Regions from separate parts of the Gossypium hirsutum genome. Here region 1 is linked to region 2. The links are chromatin contacts, called in public Hi-C maps. All regions are on one chromosome and are shown on one strand. The core of a region is the stretch at or near the end of the contact, and the rest is flanking DNA. Distances in the headings are between cores, read along the strand shown.

Region 1 (6,533 bases), core at 3,955-6,454, 170 kb after region 2:
TAAAAATATAACACCAAAAATATAAGAATTGAGAACGATGGTGCCCACAAGTGCACGAGTCAAATTGTAATATAGCTTGTACAATGAAATACCTAGAAGCATTTCGAGAATCGTACCCAAAGAAAGATGGAGTAAATTATGAAAATCTTTTTACAATAATAAGTCTAAGTAGTAGTAATTAATCCTAAAGTATGATAAACCATAAAAGAGATAATTGAAATAAAAATAAATAATTAAGAAAAATAAACAAACAAATTAAATCAATAAGCTAATTAGGAAGATTAAATCGTTTCAGGGTTTGTAACTAACTTCAGATTAGAATTTTAGGGTGGATTAGCTATGATTAATCAATTATTAACTCCTAGCCTCTAATTAACTGATTGATTGGTTGATACTTGCTTATTTCCTTATCTCACTTTCTCAACCAGGATAAATTATGATTTACTCGGTTCGGCTTATCTTCTAACCTCCTCTAGCCTATGAGGTGATGTTGCTCTTCGCATCTAACACGATGTGAACTGCCATTTCAATAACAACTTTCTACACCTCTTGTAGTGTAAACCACCATCATTGATCACCTAAATCTTTGTGTTGAAATACTTTTTTTAAAAAAAATTCTTGGACACCAAAGATTTCTTTATAAAATAAAACATTTCACTTTAGATTACATTATAATTGAACTCAATGTTGTTTCCTCAAGCATGGACAAGGTAAATAATCTTAATGATGATTACAACTCAGTAAAAAAAAAAACACTTGCGATTTCCTAGCTGGTTAGAATTCAAAGTAATATTCTGTTAAGCTGGTGTTCTTGGGGTTTGCTTTTTGTCACCAAATACTTCCCTTTCCAGTTAAAACTTGCATCATTATGCTTTCTCAAGGATCATAACCTATGGCTGGTCTTTCAAGGAATCTTTGATATGAATAGTTTCCCTTTGTGGGACCAAAAACAAATGCATGCATGTAATTTTGTTAAGCTTTGCCATGTGAACTGAAGGTAGCTTAATGTGCATATATTCAATCCATTGTCTTCTTCTCTAAAAAGAATTAGGTACTTATTTTGTATTTCTAAATGTTATCACTTAATCCATCCCTTAACAATATATGAATATAAATGCCTTAGTTAAGCCTGTTTAGAAAGGAAATTTAATGACTAACTTCCATCATTTCCAGTCACTCCTACCAAACCAATTAATACCATATATAAATTATCTGATAAATATGTTTCAGATTCTTTTGGTTTTTCATTTCTAATATTAAATATGAAGTTATATATATGATAGTGGAGCTCTCCTTGTAGGGTCCATTTAATTGTACATTGTCTACAAGATTCTCTCTATTATTTTGGGGGTGAGAGGGACTCTTTTTTCTTGATCCTTTAGATAAACATTCCAAGTGATTGTGTTTTATAGTGGGATATGAGTGGCTTAGGTAAATAAACAAAACCCCTTGGCCCTTGGGTGTTTTTGAACAGTTTGACTAGTTAAGACCTTGTTTTGGGGACACACCCATATAATTACATGGTCAGCTGCTTAATGCCTTTACAAATCACACATGTTTTTCACGTAATTTCTCTTAAAACATAAGTTAAAATTACCGTGTTGGTAACTATATAAAAGAAATTACCATACAGGGTAAAAGAAATTGTTATTTTAATTTATGGCTGTCAGCACCCAATTATTGATTAAAAGCTAAAGTTAATCAACAAGTAAATATATATATTTAAAATTTATGGCAGAAATTGATTAATAGCTACAAGTTTTTATCATCATGAAACTTGTGTTTGCCAAACAGTCTTCCAATTTGAGAATTTTGGTCACTTTGCAAAAAATCTGGAAGAATATGCCAACCACTTGTCTTGTCTTTTCAGAAGAAGAAAAAAAGTGCATTTTGGAATAATTTTGAGACATATTTTGTACGTAAACATAAGACACAAGTAAGGGAATATTAACCCTAAAATCTTATTCCCAAGATAAGTTGGGATCTTCCGTTTTCTCATTGTATTTACCAAATCACTGATATTAATAAGGTTAACAAATGTTGTCTATCCTCATAGTAATTTATATTATGAATATGAATACATAAATACATTAAAAAATGTATGATTTACTATATATCATTTTTAAGGTTGATCATATGAAACAACCTAACAAAACCCCAGATTGGTGATGCAATCTCTCGTATCAAATACGAGAAGCCACCTGTGGTGGCATTTACCAAGCTTTCATCTTTCTCCTTAAGAAAACACTCTCTCAAACAAGTCTCGAGTGAAAAAAGGACAAACTTCAGAAGGACCAGACACATGAATCAATTGTCTATGGCTTAAGTTAGGACTAGGAAAGCCTTGTCAGACAAAAAGAATACTGCAAAACAAAGGCAACTTTTGACAACAATTTTCTATAACCTCAAAACAGTATCAAAAGCACTAGCACAACAGAGGTTCAATGTAATAGAGCAAGTAAAGGAGAAGCTAAGCTTTATGATATGGGAATACTGCAGTGCTCATATTTCTTCCAATGGTGAAAACATGGATGATATATAATTGGAATTCTTGTACTGGTTCCGGAAGAAAACCAAAAAAAAATAAACTTGATTCGATATCGAAGGAAAGCTAATCCTGCAAAATTTTCACAGCCTCTCTCATTTCTCAACATCCTTCTCCTTTTATGTATAATATAGTAATAGTGTATTGTAATTTTTATGATCGCCAACTCCTCCCATGTATACTTTATATCTGCAAAATTCATGGTGGATAAACACTCTATACATCATCTTTCCCAGGTTTGTGAATATGGCTTTTCCAGCTATAGCTTTCAGATTTTGCATCTTCATCATCTTCCATGCTGTCACCTCCCGGATTGGAGGTCCCCCCAGTGTTTGTGGCTAGCTGGAGAGGTCCTTGAGGAGAGCCAGACTGGGAACTGCTCCCCTTCGAGGATTCTCCGTACTGATCCTGGGACATCCACAAACCACTCCCCAAAACAACGACTGATTGATTCGCAGGACTGGTTGTGGAAGCTGGAAGTCTTCTTGTGTGAAGTCGGTATTTCTGGAAAAGTCACAGGAAAATTCTCCCATCAAATATTCATCCATAAAAAACCTTCATATAACCATTAATCCTGGAAAATATTAAGACACCAAACATTCTCTTTTTTCCTTTCATGAGATCAAACCACCAAGAAAAAAATATATAAATCTAAGAACCAACCTGCAAATGACTCTTAACTTCATCATTGGTCAAGCCATCTACTTGCATAAGTTCCCTAATCTGCTTTGGAGTGGCCACTGCAAAAAGTTTAAGAAATTTGATTCAGAAACTTTGAAGTAAAATTATCAAAGAGTGAATTGCCATGGAAAAAGAACACTTCAATCCAATGATCCCAACAGAATCATACAGATATTACTTAGCCAGATTTGAATCTATACTTTCCACCTCTAAAAATATAACCAGACTGAGTTATAAGTGAACCGAAAATCACTACAAACAAGTGCTGTTTCTAGCAAATCTAATCTTCCCATTGACCAAACTTCTAAATTCTCATCTAAGATGACTAGAACAATATATAATCCAACTCAAGACAGGGAAAAGAAGATCTAAGAACAACAAAATCCAAATTGTCACAATCTAAGTACATTACCAATGGAACATCATTTGCTCACCTTGAGAGCCTCCTAATTGCTGCAAGGCATTGACAAACCGGCGATGCAACTCAGGTGACCAGCACCTCCTTTGCTTCCTAGCAGTCTGTTGTTGTTGTTGTTGCTGCTGCTGCTGGTGATGGGACAGTGGCTGTGGTACAGAGCGAAAAGTGGACTGAGCATTGGGGGCAGAAGAAGAAACTGCTCTGCTACAACTTGTCCTAGACCCCGTAGAACATGATTCCTCTTTCAGATTCTTGATTCCAGGAGTCAAAAGCGTTAATCCATGAACTGGTATCTCCTCTTTCTCTTCTTTCCTCACTGCAAAACCCAAATTCATCTTGAATGGCATAAAGGCTGTTGCTGTTCCCCTATTTTTACATCCTTGAGATGAATCTCCGTCCTTTCTCTGTTGCAAAACAAACAAATAATATTCAATTTTTAGCACTGTTATTTCATTATAAACTACAATTCTTTAGCTTAAATGTGGTTCAATCTTCTCTTTACTTTGAGGTACCTTAGAATCTAGTTTGTGACTAATGGAACTATAATCATCATCAGTGTTCCAAAGCTGAACAGAACTCATCCAATTTTTCTTGTCCTTATTATTATTGCAGTTGTTGTTAGAATCTTTTTCCTTTTTGTTGGTGATTAAGGCACCATCTTCCTCACTTCGATTATTTTCCTTCTTGTTCTTCAATGGAATGAACTCTTCTAAAACTGGTTCAACATTTCTTGACATACATTGCACTGACTCCTCTTTCAAAGCTACAATGGCTGCAATCAAACAGAAAATCAAATTTACATTTGATAGCTTAATTAGAGTCCCAAAACAACAAACACCCAAGTTATAGAACCGATCAGAAAACCAAAAACAAAGCTAAAGACAAACGTTTTTCAATTGAAACTCGCAACCGAGAGCAGGGTTTTTTTCTTTAAAAAAAAGGAAATCAAAAGAGAACCCATTAATAATGGGGGGAAATAGGGGTGTGATTTATATGGATTGAAGAAACGAACCATCGTTGAGAAGGAGCATGCAAAGAGGAAGTTCACGTTTAAAAGCATCGATCTTTCTCATTTCTTCTTCCAATCTTTTAACAAAAGCATCGAGTTTTGAAACCTTGTCAGGAACGTTGCCGATTAGTGAAACCTCCTTGAGAAAAGTACAGATCGTTTTGGGTACAAAAGTGGGTCTAAAATCCAAGCTCAGTTCTGGGGGAACCGAACCCATTTCTGATCCTTTTGGGTTTTCCTCTCACAATCCTACCCTTTTGCTTCCTATGGTTTATTTTTCCTTCTGATTCCTTTATGGTATCTGTTGAAGCTGAGAGAAAAGGAGGTGAAATGAGAAAGGAAGTGGCGAGATCTATGAATGAATATATAGAGAGAGGGTAAAGGGAGCTATTTCTTAATTAAATTGGTTTATTTATATATTTGGAAATAATGAGATGTATGTGAAGAGTGAGAGAGAAGCGATTGCTGTTTGGGGAGAGAGAAAATGAAGGAAAATAAAATTTGGGTAGCTTGGAGAGGGAGTCGGGTGAGAAAAGGGGAATGGAAATTAAGAAGGCGAATATTCTGTTTGCGGTTTTTGGGTTATAAAGTCACTTTCGCGTCGTCGCATATCCTATCTCTCACTCACTCTTTTCTCCGAGTTCACTCACCCTTTTTTTTCCCTAATTCTCTCTCTTAAGCCTTTTATTTCTTTTTTGAAGAGCTTAATTCCAGCTTTATTCCAATTCCCAAATTCAATTTTATTTTAAAATCAATTTATCTAATATTTTCTTCAAATTAATTATATAAATATGAAAATCATGTGTAGAACTAAGCATAATCTCTTTAATTTTGTGGTTTAAGTCCCATTTTAAACATCATTATTCTAAAATTTAATTTCTATATTTAATTTTTTAATTTGGTTAAAAATATGTTATAAGTTCATGTATTCTTTAAAAAATTTGGAATCTAATCTATGTACTTTTATTTTTAGGAATTTAGTCCTTTGACTTTTTAAATTTAAAAATTCAAGTCCAACCGTTAACACTATTAAAATTATTTTGTTAATTCTGAGTTCATTATTACATCTTTTTTTAGTTACATACTACCAAGTGAGTTTTTTTTTATTTCAAAATATAACACCGATAAATTTAACAAAAAAAATAATACTTGAATTTTGAAATCTAAAAAAGTAGAAAAACTAAATTCCTAAAAATAACGGTACATTGGCTAAATTTCAAAATTATACATGAATTTTGATTTAATATGCAATTATATGCATGAACTTTAATTTGGTGCAATTATACACGTGAAACTCTAATTGTGGTTCAAATGTATACTTGAAACTTTAATTTTGATTTAATCATACACATTTAAAGAAATAAATACATCAATTTATTTTTATATTGCATAAATATGATTATTTTATATATGCAATCTATAAACATAAATATATAAACATAAAATGATGTTATATCAATAATTATGTTAATAATTTACAAGAATCGGATCAAATCAAAATTTCATGTATAAAATTACACAAAACCAAAGTTCATGTATATAATTGCACAGTAAACCTTCGTTTATGTACGTTTTTGGTATTTATCCCCGTTTTTAAACCTTTTAATTTCATTTCTAATCCATATTGTAATCATTAAATTCGTCAAGTTAAAATCTGTTATTTTCAAATATCAATCTGTTATTTTTTTATATAATACTCACAAAAAACCACACCATATTAGTTAATGAATTTAAAAATTATCATTTGAGACATAACTAAAGTTTTAAAATTAAAAAAGTATTAAAATTAAATGATCAAATTAGAGAACAACAACTAAATCTAAAGTTACGCATAATGTTAAATATATATAATTATATGCGACTTTAATATTATGTAACAT
Region 2 (7,338 bases), core at 1,014-3,513:
TTGCCCCTAAAATGTCCTGAATCATCCGCAACAAAAAAAAATGTTTGTAAGACTCCATGACAGAGAACTTCCCTGTCGATGTCCATTTCCAGGAAACAAAGTGTGAATCGACTCCACTAGTAGGCACTTAGTGTGCAAGAATATGTGTTAAAATTCCTCTAGGGAGAACTGAAGATAACCACGGTATATTCCAGATTCCATCCAAGAGAGCCACTTTACTTACTAAAATCGTGTCATTCAGCTCCCCGGGTCCAAGATAGAATTGTTGTAGAGGACGAATCTCTAGCACCCAATCATCGTTCCAGAAATTGATTAGGCGACCATCCCGAATAATCCAGATAATGCCATTTTTGACTTCATCCCAAATGTGCATCACAAACCTTCATAAGTAAGATGGGTTACTACGCTGAATATCATCAAGTACCAAACTATGGATACTATATTTATTTCTTAAAATTCTAACCTAAAACGCACCAGGATTAGCAATCAAATTGAAGCCAAGCTTCATAAGGAACAACTTGTTTTGAACTTGCAAACTTTGGATTCCCAGACCACCATTATCTTTAGACCGATAACAGATATTCCAGTTGACTAGAGATGGTTTCTGAATAGAAATAGAAGACCCTCACAAAAAAAGCATGAGCCAATTTTTCAATTTCATTACAACAAGAATTCTTGCAGTTGACATGAAATAATTAGGAATCGACAGCAAAACAGACTTTACTAATGTCAGATGACCTGCTAATGATAGCTTGCACACATCCCACTCAAAAAGTTGAGCTATAACTTTGTCCAGTATGAATTGAAACATATTAATCCCTACTCTATCGTGAAAGAAAGGCATTATGAGGTATCTCCCCATATCACTGGCCCTTGTAAAGCCAAGTTTAGAGCATACACTCCTAGCTTCCTCGTCCCTAACATTAGATGAAAAGAAAACTTGAGTCTTTTGCTTGTTAACACGATGACCAGCAAAATGAAAAAAGGTGTCTAAGACATGCTTGAGACAAACGTCTCCTGAGTCATCAGCTCTACAGAACAACACTAAATCATTTGTAAAAAATAGATGTGACACACCTAGCGCTCAATGAGAAAGCATTATTGGTTCCCATAGCTGCTGATCAACTGTCGCTTCAATTAAGTGGCCTAACAATTCCATACACAAAACAAAAAGATATGTTGACAGAGGATCACCTTGCCGAACACCTCTTGTTGGAATGAACGAATCAGAAATAAAACCATTCCCAAAAAGTTGCATTGAGGCAGACAAGACACATAGCATAATCGCCTGTTGTAAGCTTTTCCAAGATCAACCTTTACCACCATCTAACCCTTTTTAATCTTGGTTTGCTTCATCGTATGGATTACCTCTTGAGCTGTGATAATATTATCCGAAATGTTCTGTGAGGCAATAAAGCTCGACTAATTTTATCGAACCAGATCTTACGTAATTCTTCAAAAACGGATTACAATTGTTTTTGTAATTATTTTATAATTATTTCTTTTTTTTTTCAAAACAAATAACTTGATTAATTTAATTCCCAATATATATTTATGGCAAATTAACTCTTAATACTACTAGTCTAGTTAATTAATGATAACACTCATCAATCGAATTCCAACTCATGGAAAATTATAAAAAAAAAAGAAGCATTATTACCAAAGCTCTATTTTGTTTTAATTTTATCATAAATTTAGTATTTTATTCTTTTAACCATCTGCTTAAAATGACATGATTAACTTATTAAATTTTAAATAACCCATTGCTTTGTCCAAGGATAATATTGTTTTTTTTATACAAATTTTCCCTTTTTTTTAATTCAAGATTTTCATCCATGATTATATATATATGATTGACTCCCTCCATAATTTAATAAATACGTCGCAGTTGTGTAAAAAATTAATATATTTAATAATTTTTATTATAATTAATAAAAAAAAACAAAATGTACATAATGCATGAGAAATTGAGGGATCTAAATCAAGTACACATCTGATCACAATATTATAAAGAGAAAGCGAAGGAATGGAAAGGTATGTGAGACCATAATTTATTACAAGGTTAAAAAAGCTTGCTTTTGTTAATGAAAAAGAATTAAAGTAACATTTTTTAAACAAATGGTCCTTTTATAAAAAGCATAAGTCCGTTACCAACAAGTCATCATCACATAATTAAAACGGAACCTGTCCACAAAACGCCATCGTTTTGTGCTTGCTCCGTACTCGCAGCTACGATTATTAAAAAGGGGTTATGTGACTGTAAAGGATGTGCAGAAAGCAAAGCAGAGTGAGCGTTGCTTCAGAAACGGGATTTAGGAACAAACAAACAGCCTTCAATCATTTTGTTCTAATCTCCGCCATAATTAATCTCATTCCTTTTCTACTTTCATTTAAAATCAAAATAAAGAATTCCAGTTTTGTTTGAAAGATAAGAAAGATCAAAGCTATTAGCTTCTTCCCTTTTTATCATTTGAGTGAACAACAAAATCCCATTGATAAAGGAGTTGCCAATGCCATTTGATTGCTTTACTTTTTGAGCTCTCATAGTCATGGCCGACGATCTCTGTTTCTTCACCAAGGTCAGTTCCCCCCCCCCCTTTTCCCTTTTGTAGGAGTGTGTTTTTTTGGGGGGTTTCATTGTCGTTATCTTGAGTGAGATTAAAGATTCTATTAATTATTTCATTTTTCATATTTTAGTGTCATGCGAATATACTGATCTATTTTTCCGTGCACACGCACAGAAAACTGATCTTTGTATTGTAAACCCATATCTTGAGCGGGGCTTGTTTTCTATCGTCAATTCACAATACCCAGATTTCATTTTCATGAAAGATATGTTCTTTGATATTTATGTGCATGTTGGTTTATTTATTTACGTTAAACGTGATTAATCAATTAATTCTAATTGCATATTAAATTAAACCAATTAATGTATTGCTCAACTCACAGCTGAGTCTTCTAGCTAAATCAGATCAGAGTTCAGTTCAGTGCTATAAGAATGCCCACATCATCTCTTTCACAAGCTCCATTTAATGACTTATCAATAACAAAGTTCTGCTTTGTTTTATCTTTTTTTTTTTGCTTTATTGGTATAATTTGTTATTAATATCTGGCAGATTCATTGAATTTCAGGATTCTTTCATCCTAAAGTCGTCAAAGAAGTCTCCATTGGTGTTGAGGACGGTTGTATTGTTTTTTGTAATGGTTTGTGGAGTGTATATCTGCACGATTTGTTTGAAGCAAATAAGCACTGGCAGCACCACTGAATTTTTGAATTTTAGAGTGGTCCAAAAGCCCTGTCCAGAACCTAATATTGAGCCATGGGAAATTCCTTACGTACACTATCCGAACCCCAAAACTTATAGCAGGTAAGAGAATGATTTTAGTCCTCCTAAGTTTGGTTTCAGTTTTCAGATATAAATATGGGATTAATTTTTTGTGTGTGATTAGGGCTGAATGTGCGTGCAACCCAGTCCAGTATTTTGCCATTATGTCAATGCAGAGATCCGGGAGTGGATGGTTCGAGACATTATTGAACAATCATACTAACATAAGCTCAAATGGGGAGATATTTTCTGTCAAAGTTAGGAGGAGTAATGTGTCAACAATTTTTGAGACTTTGGACAAAATTTATAACCTAGACTGGATGAGTAGTGCCTCAAAAAATGAGTGCACAGCTGCAGTTGGCTTGAAGTGGATGCTTAATCAGGTGAGCACCTCATGGGTGAAACGCGATTTCTAAAGTTTAACTGCTAATTGCAAATATTTCTATGGCAGAAATACACTGAAAATTACTTATGTTCTTCCCATATGAATCTGCAAAAAGGAGTTGAGTACTAAATGGTTCACACTATCTGCTATACAAAGCCTTAGTTATACCAGTTAGATTCATATTAGGAATGGCTAATTTAGTGGGTGGGAGCTCTACAACCAGGACACCAAAAATGAAGCAAAAGAAACCCAAAACATCCTTTATATTTATAAATACACTTGTGCTTTTAGGTTTTCTAATGGTCTTTCAGTGAATGCAAGTTTTGAGTTCCTTGGTTTCTGCAGCATAATCATGATAAACTCATGACAGCTAATACCATTCTGTGTTTGATTGCCTCTTTCTTTTTCTAAATTACCTACTATCTTTGTTTCCCAATCCAGTTTTATGTAATTCTATTAGGAACCTGATGCTTTTGCCCTGTAATTAGAAACCAATCCCCTACTGCTCAAAAAGAATTAAATGACTATCCTAGCATGCTTTTTCACACAAGACAATCCAACATCATGTTATTTTTGTTAGTATTCCAATATACCACCAACCTCATATTCTTAACCCAGCCAATTGATTTCTGTATAACTGCTGCTAATTCGAGCCTTACTTGCATCTAGATACTCCTTTTATTAGGACAGCAGGTTCTGGGTCTTCTTCTCTTTAGATGCGAGTTTGCATAAAGTTGGGTTATGATTATTAGATATCCTAGTGCTCCAGATTTCTGATAATAATTTAGGGAAAATTATTAAGTGTATCACTAAGGAGAGTTGAGCTGTTGCATAAGTTTGTGGGGTTTTTCTTTTCCTTCTTGTGACTTCTACTTGGTAAGTTAAGGGGGTAAAAATGGGGACAAACATGATGTCTCATCTAGGCTCTTAACATATTTGGTCACCCTGGGGATCATGTCAAGCTTTCTATGACGTTGCTTTTGCAGCATGATAATAGAAGAGGGGTGCAACGAGAGTTAGATCAGTTGTGGCCTTCCTTTCATAAAATGGTTGGGTGTAAATATAAAGCTGTGTCTCTATATAGGTAGGAGAGATTGGAAGTCTAAAAAATGTTTATCGTTAATAAAAATTTAATTGTTAGATTTAGATATTTCAAGTTACATTTTTGGTCACCCTGGGGATCATGTCAAGCTTTCTATGACGTTGCTTTTGCAGCATGATAATAGAAGAGGGGTGCAACGAGAGTTAGATCAGTTGTGGCCTTCCTTTCATAAAATGGTTGGGTGTAAATATAAAGCTGTGTCTCTATATAGGTAGGAGAGATTGGAAGTCTAAAAAATGTTTACCGTTAATAAAAATTTAATTGTTAGATTTAGATATTTCAAGTTACATTGATCTTTTAATGAGAAGCACATTTATTGGTAAATATTTACCACGACATTGATCCAGATATCATTTTCCATGTTACCTTGAATTACTATAATAGGATTCTTAATCAAAATTATGAAAAGGAAACAGGAGATAAGTTTCTGATAACCAACAAACATGGAAAGAAGACATGACAACAGCTCATGCAATTCTGATGGATTAAGGTAATTGAAATCTGTGTTTGGAAGTGGAGAAAATGTGTATCAAACAGGAGATAATCCCCTTATTTGATGATTTGGAGACTCAACTGAACAATGAGGTCATATTTTGTTAGATCTTGCCTTCGAGATAAACATGTACTTCATGATTTTCAGAACAATGTCTGCAGCTCAATATTCATTAATGAACACGCTTTCCCTATGTTTGAAACTTTTTTAAAGACAGTATTTTGTCTACACACATTGCTAGTGTTTGTGATTATGCTTGTCTTTGTTGCATTCGTGATCATAATCTTTTACTGCAGGGACTGATGCAACATCATAAAGAAATAGTAGAATACTTTAATACTCGGGGTGTTTCAACTATTTTCCTCTTTAGAAGGAATCTTCTGCGCAGGATGATTTCAATACTAGCAAATTCTTATGATCGGGATGCTAAACCACTAAATGGAACCCACAAGTCTCATGTTCATTCACCTCATGAGGTTTATGCCCCCCCTCTCTCTCTCACACACACGCATAAATATCTAAAAGTTTCAACTCTTACGAAATGATTTCAGGCTGCAATACTTGCTAGTTACAAGCCTGTAGTCAATGCCACAACGCTGATTCCAAGCCTAAGGCAGGTCGAAGAGACAACTAAGAAAGGTTTGGAGTACTTCAAAAGCACACGGCACATCATTCTTTACTATGAGGATGTAGTAAAGAACCACACTGTAAGGAAAATGTTTCAAAAAGCTGATCTTTTAGTCTGGTTATGAATCTTTTATCTAAGTGCGGGTTCTTAATAGACTCATTTCTGGTCATTGTGCAGAAGTTAGCCGAGGTCCAAGAATTCCTAAAGGTTCCAAAGAGGGAGTTGAAGAGTCGTCAAGTAAAGATACACAAGGGATCGTTATCCAATCACATTCAGAATTGGGTTGATGTTGAAAAGGCACTCAATGGAACTAAGTATGAAAGTTATCTACATGCAGATTACAGGAAGTAAAGCAGTGGCATTGATGTACATTCCATTTTTGACCCATTTCCACTCATCTTTTGTTTCGGATCTCCAAGTGACAGGCACCAACAGTGAACCTACCAAGCTGAACTCTGTTCGGATTTTGGGTACACGGCATGCATCATTTTGCTTTTAAATTTTAACCTTAAACTCACACCTTCGTATTCTTTTCATTCTTTTGTTTTTCAGTTGATATGGCTTTGACAGAAAACTGCTGTATTTATGCCCAATCAAAGGAGAAACTTGCCTTTTTGCGTTGTATATGTTAATATGAATACGTTCAAGTTTTTAAAAGTTGAAGCAGGGAGACCTCCCACATTCAAAGTTCCTATTTCGGGTCTCATGAGTGCAGGCCAGGGGCTTGACCGGCAGAAACTTGGACCCTTTTTGTTTATGAACCCATTCATCCCTCCATTTTTGACCCTCCAACCAATTCCAAATATCTGAATTAAAACGTTTCTATTTCTTTTTTTCTTACGACAGCAAGTGATTGTAGAATCTCAACCAATCCACCAGGTTTAGTTCAAAGAAAAATCCAGCAGGCTTAGGCATAACCAGGTGGGGTTTTAAAGTTTCTTAAACTTTAAAGTCAAGTGGGGTTTAAAAAAAGTTGGGGTTGTTGGTTTGAGAGTCAAAAAGACTCAATTTTTGAACATCCTTCCGGGAGTTCTTTTAATCTTTATTATTATTATTATTATTTTTTTGCGCTTTAATCTTCTGTTTCAACATCTAATCTCAAGTTATATAAATCTATTGCTATACTATAATGCATAGTCTATGGTGGGAGGTTAATGCACTCAATTATCACTTCGGTACCTTATGAATTTTTTGTATCAATTTCTAACCATGTATTAATATTTGTACCACGTACTATTTTCATAATTCATACAATTCCAAAAAGAAGATACCATTTACCTATTTATTTAAATTATGATCCTATTATTGTGAGTGAAGTCATGTCATGTGTAAGTCATGCATCTAACATACCAACTTTCGACCTACTGCCATGAGAGCACAAATTTTCAATATACCAAAATACAC

The links. A called contact is a pair of places that touch in the nucleus more often than the background predicts.
Region 1: a Hi-C map of leaf shows a contact between it and region 2, with 2.3 times the contacts expected there. The contact joins the promoter of LOC107953410 here to the promoter of LOC107953403 in region 2. A contact is called at or near these places in 3 of 34 Hi-C or Micro-C datasets (leaf and petal).

The regions. Positions count from the first base shown.
Region 1 is chrD12:3,389,928-3,396,460 of Gossypium_hirsutum_v2.1, forward strand. It overlaps LOC107953410 (transcription factor HHO6), which reads right to left and starts at 5,205. Exons shown (of 5, transcript XM_016888715.2): 1 at 4,657-5,205; 2 at 4,157-4,416; 3 at 3,661-4,048; 4 at 3,209-3,285; 5 at 2,484-3,049. The coding sequence starts at 4,870. The coding sequence ends at 2,762.
Region 2 is chrD12:3,227,297-3,234,634 of Gossypium_hirsutum_v2.1, forward strand. LOC107953403 reads left to right here and starts at 2,264. Exons shown (of 6, transcript XM_016888709.2): 1 at 2,264-2,579; 2 at 3,133-3,368; 3 at 3,451-3,709; 4 at 5,603-5,782; 5 at 5,858-6,013; 6 at 6,112-6,709. The coding sequence starts at 2,550. The coding sequence ends at 6,285.